Regions from separate parts of the Mus musculus genome. Here region 1 is linked to region 2. Evidence: chromatin contacts called from public HiChIP or PLAC-seq data. All regions are on one chromosome and are shown on one strand. The core of a region is the stretch at or near the end of the contact, and the rest is flanking DNA. Distances in the headings are between cores, read along the strand shown. Region 1 holds the start of Mras (muscle and microspikes RAS). Region 2 holds the start of Rbp2 (retinol binding protein 2, cellular).

The links. HiChIP or PLAC-seq counts read pairs in DNA pulled down with a chosen protein or histone mark.
Region 1: a contact with region 2 is called in a FOXA1 HiChIP or PLAC-seq map of pancreatic cancer cells. The contact joins the promoter of Mras here to the promoter of Rbp2 in region 2.

The regions. Positions count from the first base shown.
Region 1 is chr9:99,434,002-99,438,259 of GRCm38.p6, forward strand. Mras (muscle and microspikes RAS) reads right to left here and starts at 2,711. Exons shown (of 6, transcript NM_008624.3): 1 at 2,309-2,711.
Region 2 is chr9:98,488,300-98,492,410 of GRCm38.p6, forward strand. It overlaps Rbp2 (retinol binding protein 2, cellular), which reads left to right and starts at 2,238. Exons shown (of 4, transcript NM_009034.4): 1 at 2,238-2,383. The coding sequence starts at 2,311.

The DNA of each region.
Region 1 (4,258 bases), core at 1,461-3,960, 950 kb after region 2:
TCTACCCCACACAATAAGTAGCTGGAAGGGTACAATGATCTCCAAGAGCCGAGAGTGTCTTTGGGAGATCTGAGCCGCGTCTAGCCTATTGTTATTTGTGTTTTGTTACTTGCATCCCTGCAGATTTGGACCACAGGGCCGGCCTGGAAGCATCATATTAAATTCTAAGGGTAAGGCTTCAGAGTCTATTGACAAAGCGCTCAGCTCAGCATCTGTATCATGGGCACCTGGTAGGTGCTCCAGATTGCAAGATGCTCATAGCCAACTCCTCCATTTTCCCCATCTCTCTAGAAAGGTGCTGATAGCTCATAGCCGGCTTATGCCTGCACTCAGACCCTCTAGATACTAGTGAGCATTACAGCTTTGCACAAGAACCCAGTTCCCACTTAGCCCGGCTTGCACAAACAACACAATACCCAGGAGCAGTATGTTTTCAGGTCCTTCCAGGGAGGTGCACTGACTGGGGCCTCTCAGTGGTAGACAAGATTACAACAACAACATGTGTCCAATACAGGATAGAGATCACAATTTCCTGAGAACTGAGTCGATCCAGGAGACTGGTAAACACATGATGTTAGGACCTGTCACTTAAAGGACTCAATTCATTAATATCCTCCCTGGTTCTGGATGATGATCCCTGGAGCTCAGGGACCAACCTCAGGGGGGAAGTGACTTGTCACTGTATACAAACAGTATGAAACATCTGGGCCTAAAACTAGTAATAAAAGTTCCATTTGTCACTCACCTCCCCCAAATCTTATAAATGCAGCCAAGGCGAGTGGTATGTATCTTTAATCCCAGCACTCAGGAGGCAGAGGTCAGAAGATCTCTGTGAGTGGCAGACCAGAGAACACAGTAGGTTGCAGGCCAGCCACGGCTATGGAAATTGCTTTAGACAGGAGCAAGGCCCACTGCTCTAGAGGGTAGTCAGTCACCTGCCTCCCCAGAGGGCCTTTCCTCTCCATAAGGAAATGTCAAGGTCACATCTGGGGGTGGCAGTTTCCACCAGAACATTGGACTTGCTTAACCTCCCACTACAAAGAGACCAACCTTGAAACCCACTGCAACAGAGCCCCCACACCTCCCACCGGGCCAGAGAAAGGCCAAACCATGCCATGAAACGCAGTCGGCGAGGCTAACTGCCTGCAGGGTACTATGAGCACACACACACACACACACACACACACACACACACACACACACACACATCCCCGAAGAAACACCACGGCCTGAAACATTTTCAGCCCCAGTCAGCAGGGACATGCAATTTACAGGAAATAAGAAGGTTTACGGAATGTTAGCAGCTCAGATTTCTTCTCTGGGAAAAGGGGCAGGAGAAAGTCTACGAACTGCTTCAGTGAAAGTGCTTTGTTCACAGCTGAGCCCTTACATGCGTCAGTTGTTAATATACATAGCTGCCACCCCACACTTCAACCCACCACTGCAGGACGTGCGGACTGGTACACTAGGAATGTACAGTGCAGGCTGCACAAGCCTTAAACGTCAGCATCTTAGAGCCTCACTCACAACAGGCCAGAACAGACACGGGGTCAAAAGCACAGGCATAGGCACAGTCCTGGGTAGGTTAACGTCCCACTTCTCCCATCTTTCTGGAGGCGTCCTGTCTGAAGATAGGCAAATTCCCATCAAGTACCAGGGCTTTGTAAGCTTTGCTTTAAGCATTCTCCGCTCACTCCTCGGCCAGCCAGACCTCTGGAGGCCACAGTTTTGAGCGTCATCAGTCAGTCTCTATAATTTGGTCCAGAGAATCAAAAACACCATTGTAGCCCAAGAAGGTTCCCCACCATCAGGAGCTGCCCCAGCGCTCAGGTCAGAGTTCAGGTGACACGGTCTTTGTCCTATTCTCCAGACTGCACTCCGTCCCCAAGGCACCTCAGCTTTGCAGGGGGTTCTACCGTAATGTCAAGGGCCCACTCTGCTCTTCTGAACAGTCGTCTCTCTGACCTAACCCTGGCGTAGGGGCACTTGAGCTCTCCCACTGACCACACTAGACTGTCATTCAGTTTGTGCCCTGCTTTCCAAGCAGAACAGGATTTGGCATGGAGCCTGACACATGATGGGCACCGGGCCGCATCAGTTTAACGAGCGCAGGCCCCAGTGGTGACCAGAGAGCCAGCCCAGCAACCCGAACCCAGGACGCAGTGAAGAGTTGTTTATGAAGAAAGCGGTTTTGTATTATCCACATGAATGTACCACCTCTCCGTAGATCTTTAACCTGATTTACGCCATTTTAAGCCAGGAGAGCCCCTACCCGACCCCGCCGCCCACCTCCCTGCCGAGTCCTTACCCGGGCAGCCGAGGAACCCCAGGATGACTACAATCAAAGGAGTCTGTCTAAGCGGCGGCTAGGCCCTTCCCACTTGGGTCGGAGTGGTGAGCGACTTCTCCGCTGCACACCGTTAAGCCAGAGCCGGTGGTAGGGGGCAGAGGCCACGCACAGCCGGAGCCCGCTGCCCGGGTGCAGCCGGGTGCAGCGCAGCGCAGCCCGGCGAACGCGGAACCGGCCACACCTCCAGCCCCGGAACGGAACAAAGCGCCCGGCGGCCTCCTCCCCTCAGGGTTGCCGGGCGGCTCGCCGCGCGCTCCCGCCGGGGCTGGGCTCCCGCCCTGGGCCACCGCCTCCTCGCTCGCACCGGGAGGAGGGAGCGCCGCGCCCGCCGGGCCCCGCGCCGCCGACTGACGGCTCCGCGCCAGCCAGCCCGGCCGCCGCCGTCCCCGCCCCGCTGACGCCTTAAAGCGACCGCGCACCCCGCGCCTCGGGAGCCTTCCGAGTGGCTGCGACGACCCCCAAACGGCACCACTGTGGGCATTGGGACAGCTGGCACCGGGCAAGGGTCCCCTCGCCTCCACTCACTCACCACACGGATCTGCAGTCTGTGAGCCGCCGATAAGCCTAGGACACCTAAGGGGAATTGGCCCCGGGCGGCTTTAAAAGAGCTGTAGGTTCAATCTTTAACTCTTCGGGCTGCCAACTTCGGGACCTGCGGACGCCTCCCCAGTCCTTAGAAGAGTCCCGTCGCTTCAACCACGTCCCGAGGACCCCAAGATTCCGAGGGCCTGCTGCTTGCTTTAGCTAGGTGCCAGATTCAGGCCTCAAAGTTCTTGAGAATTAGCCAGCGACCTGGATAGGAGGCGGCGGCGACGTTCGCACACCATTTAGCTCTTCCATTGGGTTGGAGTCATTCCCTACTCCCTATCCCCGGCTTTCCCTTTTACAAGACTTGAGATATGATCACATAACGCTGAGTATATGCTTTTAAAGGCGTACGTTTCAGTGGGGTTTTGGTATAACAAAGTTGTGCGACCATAGTTATTTATCTAATTCCAGAACATTCGGGTCACTACTCCTTTCCCCAATAAATTAAAAGAAAAAACCTCTGTGGGTAACCTCTCCCCATTCTTCCCCCCTCCCAGGCTCTGGAACCCTCTAATCTGCATTTCAGCCTCGGTGGATTTGCCTATTCAGAACATTCTATATAAATGGAGTCATACAACATGTGGTCTCTGTGACTGGCTTCTTCCACGGTGTGTGCAGACTGGATGCACGTGGTTCCGCGTAGCCACACCTCGGCCAGACTCATCTCCCACTGTGTGTATAGGAAGCATTTGTTTAGCCTTTCCTCAGTCGATGCTTACCTACTTTCCCCCTTTCTCTCGGTGTGAATAAAGTGCTAGTGTTAAAAGTCTTTATGTAAATACTGTGATTCCTCTTGGATACATACACCTCCAGCGGAATTGCCGGGTTGACTGGGGAACTCTTTCGGGGGCATATATCTGTTTCCAACGCAGCCATAGCATGTTACACTGGCACCACTCACGTGTGTGCGGGGACATAAGCATGCACCTGTGCATGCGTACAGTTGTGAGGACAGGACAACAGTGGGTGTTACCTTTCGGGTGCCTGTCACCATTTTGCTTTATTTTGATCTTTGGTTGGGGTGTGGTTGTTGTTGTTGTTTCTTTTGAGGAGTCTCATTGGCCTTGAACGGCTGAGTAGGTAGAGCTACAAGCCTAGGGGACCTCAACTTCTGCCTCCCTTCCCAGGTAGGGAGGCCAAGACTTTAGACACAGCCTTTGTTTCCATTCTTGTTCTTGCCAACACTTGTAATTGTGTGTCTTTCAGATAATTGCTTCCCTAGTTGGGAGTGAAGTGGCCTTTTGTTCTACATCTCAAAGCTTCTCTCTCTCTCTCTCTCTCTCTCTCTCTCTCTCTATCATTTTTGAGGACATTCTTTTG
Region 2 (4,111 bases), core at 988-3,487:
AGAATTCTTGTTTAAAAGTATTTTCCTTCACTTGTAGGAGGGTAGAGCTCCGTTGTTAGACTCTACCAAGGCTGTTGAAAAGCCTAAAGCCAACCCCACTGCCGCATTGTTCTTTTATAGATGATTTGTTGTTTTTACCTACTTAGGTTTTTTCCCCTCTGAGTTTTCACCATGATATCTTCTGTGTTAGTACTGTTGTCTTGCTTTCTCTTGCTATGATAAAAGAGTCTGACCAAAAGCAACTTGAGGTGTATTTGGCTTACACGTCCCTATTACAGCTCATCAATGAGAAAAGCCAGGGCAAAACTCAAGGCAGGAATCTAGAGGTAGGAACTGAAGCAGAGAACATGTGGAACACTGCTTACTGGCTTGCTCTCCATGGCTTTGTCAGACTGCTTCCTTATACAACCCAGGACCACCTGGTCATGAGTGGCACATCCACAGAGGACTGGGCCTTCCCATAATCAATAATTTATATAGAAAATGCCCTACATACTTGCCCACAGGATAATCTGTTAGAGGCAATTTCTCAACTGAGGTTCCTATCCAGGATTGGGTCAAATTGACAAAAACTAAGCAGTGTATGTAGCCTCTGAGTAAAGTTCTCAGCCCTTCTACTTTACAGATACTTTCTTTAGCTGTATTTAATAAACTATTTAGACAACCTCTTGCCTTTTTAACTTTAGCAACTATATATTTTAAATATTTTCTGTATTTTATATTACATGTGTGCCTGAGTGTAGCTATGCACAGTCCCTAGCAACCATAGTTTTAATTTTTAAATTACTAACAACATTTTTTGAGGCAGAATCTCACTGTGTAACTCTGGCTAACCTGGAACTTGCTAGTAGACCAGGTTGGCCTGGAACTCATAGATATCCACCTGTCACCTTCTGCATGCTGGGATTAAAGGCATGGACCACTACACCTGGCAGTAATTCTCGTTTTTAAAAAATATCACTTTGTGCCTTTTAAAGTTTGGGGGTGATTTTTGAATTTCCTTATTGATTTTAAATCTGTCTCCTGATTGCTCTCTGGAACTCCTGGAAACCTGTCTGCTTCTGGGGCTGCTTGTTCTTGGCAATCAGCTTCACCGTGTTTTCTGGTCCTGAACCTATTGTTGCTATGTCTTTACCACAGAGAACTCTGTCTGGCCTGGCTTGAATGTGTGCTTCCAGGTAATTTTACACTTGCTGAATCCCTTAGGTTAGCCCAGAAATCTAAATTCAAAGTCTAGACCCAGGCCAAAGTGGAGGACTTCTTTCGACCCACGCAGTGTCCAAGCTAAAGACACGGGCTTTCTTTGTTTCACTGTTATTTTGACTCGTGTGCAACTTCACTGAAGCAATGGGCCCCTCAAGAGACTAGGTTTCCTGTCTGTTTCCCCTTCTTGTCTTATATCAGCACCAACAGCTCTTTCTCTCTATGCCCATTTACACCCAGGCTTCCTGCTCACCACAATTAATAGCCCTTCTTATCTTCAGCCCCACCCCACCAGGCCAGCTTGCCTTATATTCTTGCATGCAAGACCTGTGGGGTTTGGGGGGACTGTTTTAAAGTGCTTAAATCTGAATGTGGAAGGCAAGTGATGAATCCCCAAAGGTCCTTTCTGTCCCATTCTGCTGTCACAGGTCACAGTTCATTTTCCAGGTTCTGTTTTTACAAGTCACCCTTGGGCTTATCATTTAACTTCCCTGAGCCTTGTAGACCTGGAGAGAGAGAGAGAGAGAGAGAGAGAGAGAGAGAGAGAGAGAGAGAGAGAGTCAGGAGGTGGGGAGGGCTGTTAAATACAACCCACAGAGCTTTTGTGAACTGAGACAAAATGAAGTTCAAGTGTGGCCTGGCACAAGAACAGTTCCTCAGATGTAAAAACCCACCATCAGCTTCACTGGCCAAATCAATGCTGGTTATGTGATAGGCAAGCCTGGCTCCGGTGTCCTGCAGAACGTGTGGGACAAATACTGAGTGTTTGTTTTCCTTAGGAACTGTATGGAATGTTCTGTGTGAGGCCAGGATCTCTGTGGGAGGCCAGTCAGCCTAAAATGAGCTGCTCCAAGGCAGTGTGTCATGGAGATCACAGGGACACGCAGACCTGGCAACGGCAGGACTTTGTGCCTGGACTGCCCACAGACCTGTTGAACTTTGCAAAGGCAAGGGCAGTTCCTTTGAGCTGGGCTTATGACCTTTGACTCTATTATCTTTATATACCTGGTCCACTAAGCTATAAAAGCAGTAACATTTAGCATAGTCTCCCTGCAGCCTGTTCCTTCACAGTCACCGAACGTCCACATCAAACCAGAGGCCACCATCATGACGAAGGACCAAAATGGAACCTGGGAAATGGAGAGTAATGAGAACTTTGAAGGCTACATGAAGGCCCTAGGTAAGAGATGAAGGGGATGGGGAGACAAGGGACATTAAGAAGACAGTAGACTGGTCCTTGAGGAGGTGCTAGTTTGGGATTCACCAGAGCTGTGTGCAAACCCTCTCTCCAGAGTTGTAGCAGGGCAGAGTCAGTTAAGTCCCGGGAACTCTCTGAGGCTGTTTTTCTACCTAGAAATGATAAGTGTGATGAGGTTAGAATGTTCTTTGCACGGTGCGTGGCTGACAGAAAACACTGAACGGAGAATGCATATACATGTGTACATGTGTTCCCACACAGTACATGCATACACACACCACGACAGATATAGTCTGCCCTGAGAGGACAACAGAATCACTCTCCTGCCTTGTCATCACCATCTCACAGGTAACCCATTGAGTTAGACATCGCCACCAATGAATAACTCCTGCTTGAGTTTTCCTCAGCCTTCACATAGAAAGCACCGAAGGACCAGCCATCCAATTCGCTACCTAGAGACATTCAAGCTCTCAGAGTTCTGAGGGGGGCTTTTGTCACAGGACTCAAATCACCCACTGCTTATTCAAGTTCTGCACTGGGCTCCAGGCCAAGGGTTGCTAATTTGTTTATGTCCCGAGTCAATGACGGGGCAGGTCTGTAGGTCTCACCTGGTGTTGGCAGAAACATGTGATTTGGGCTGTACTTGGAAGAAGATGGAGTGAGTCGCCACAGGGGACCTCCAAAGAATGGCAGCAACCAGGCACTGGACAAGGAGCTTAGCTACTGAACTTCTTTACTGCAACAGCACACTGGTCACCTTTTCTACATTGAAATTCCCCACATCCAGAGTGACATCCCTGAATGTTGGGGAGCCATACAAGCATGAGAGAAATGACTGCATATGGCCACAGATAATTTGAATATGGTGGTGAGAAGCATCTATAAGAATGGACTTGTAGGGTCTTTTTCTGCAACTAAAGAAAGACAGACAAAAATCCTCTCATTAGAGCCCCACCTACTAGGGTTAAGATACCAAATCAATTTGGAAGGGGGTGTAACAGAACCTAGGCAAAAAGGAACTATTCCTGCCACACTCCTGTCTAGCAACATGAGTGGCTAATGGAAATGGATTTCAGAACCCACATATGTAGTCAATTAGAGCATAGTTCAGAACCATAATTTTGAACATTATCACATTGATAAGGTAAGTAAACACAGAGTGAGTACAGCCTGTGCCATGCCCAAGACTTCCTCTGTGAGGTGGGATCCAGTTCTTAGCATTTCAGGGCCTTAATTTTTCCACCTGCCAAATAGGGATAATGACACTACAATACAAATTGCTGTTTCTCTAATGGTGCTGGGTACAGCTGTGATTCTGAACAACGGAAATTCGTATCACATGGGCTATTTGGAGGCATCATGGTTTCATACATGTGCTAGACAACCCAGGCACATAAATGATTATCAGAAAGCAACTTGCCTTGTGCTGTTTGCTTAAATGATACCAATTCCAGGGCCAGCAAGATGGCCTAGTGAGTAAAATCTCTGGGTACACAAGCCCCAGGACCTGACTTTAATCCCTGAAACCCATAATGGAAAGAAAAACACCAACTCAAAACCTATCTCCTGACTTCCCCATACACACCATAGCACGTGCATGCCACCAACTCCCACACCTACCACCCATGCACATACACACAACGATAACACTCCACAAAAATAGTTCCTAGTTGACTTTAGAGATAACATCCAGGTCCACTTTAGTGTCTG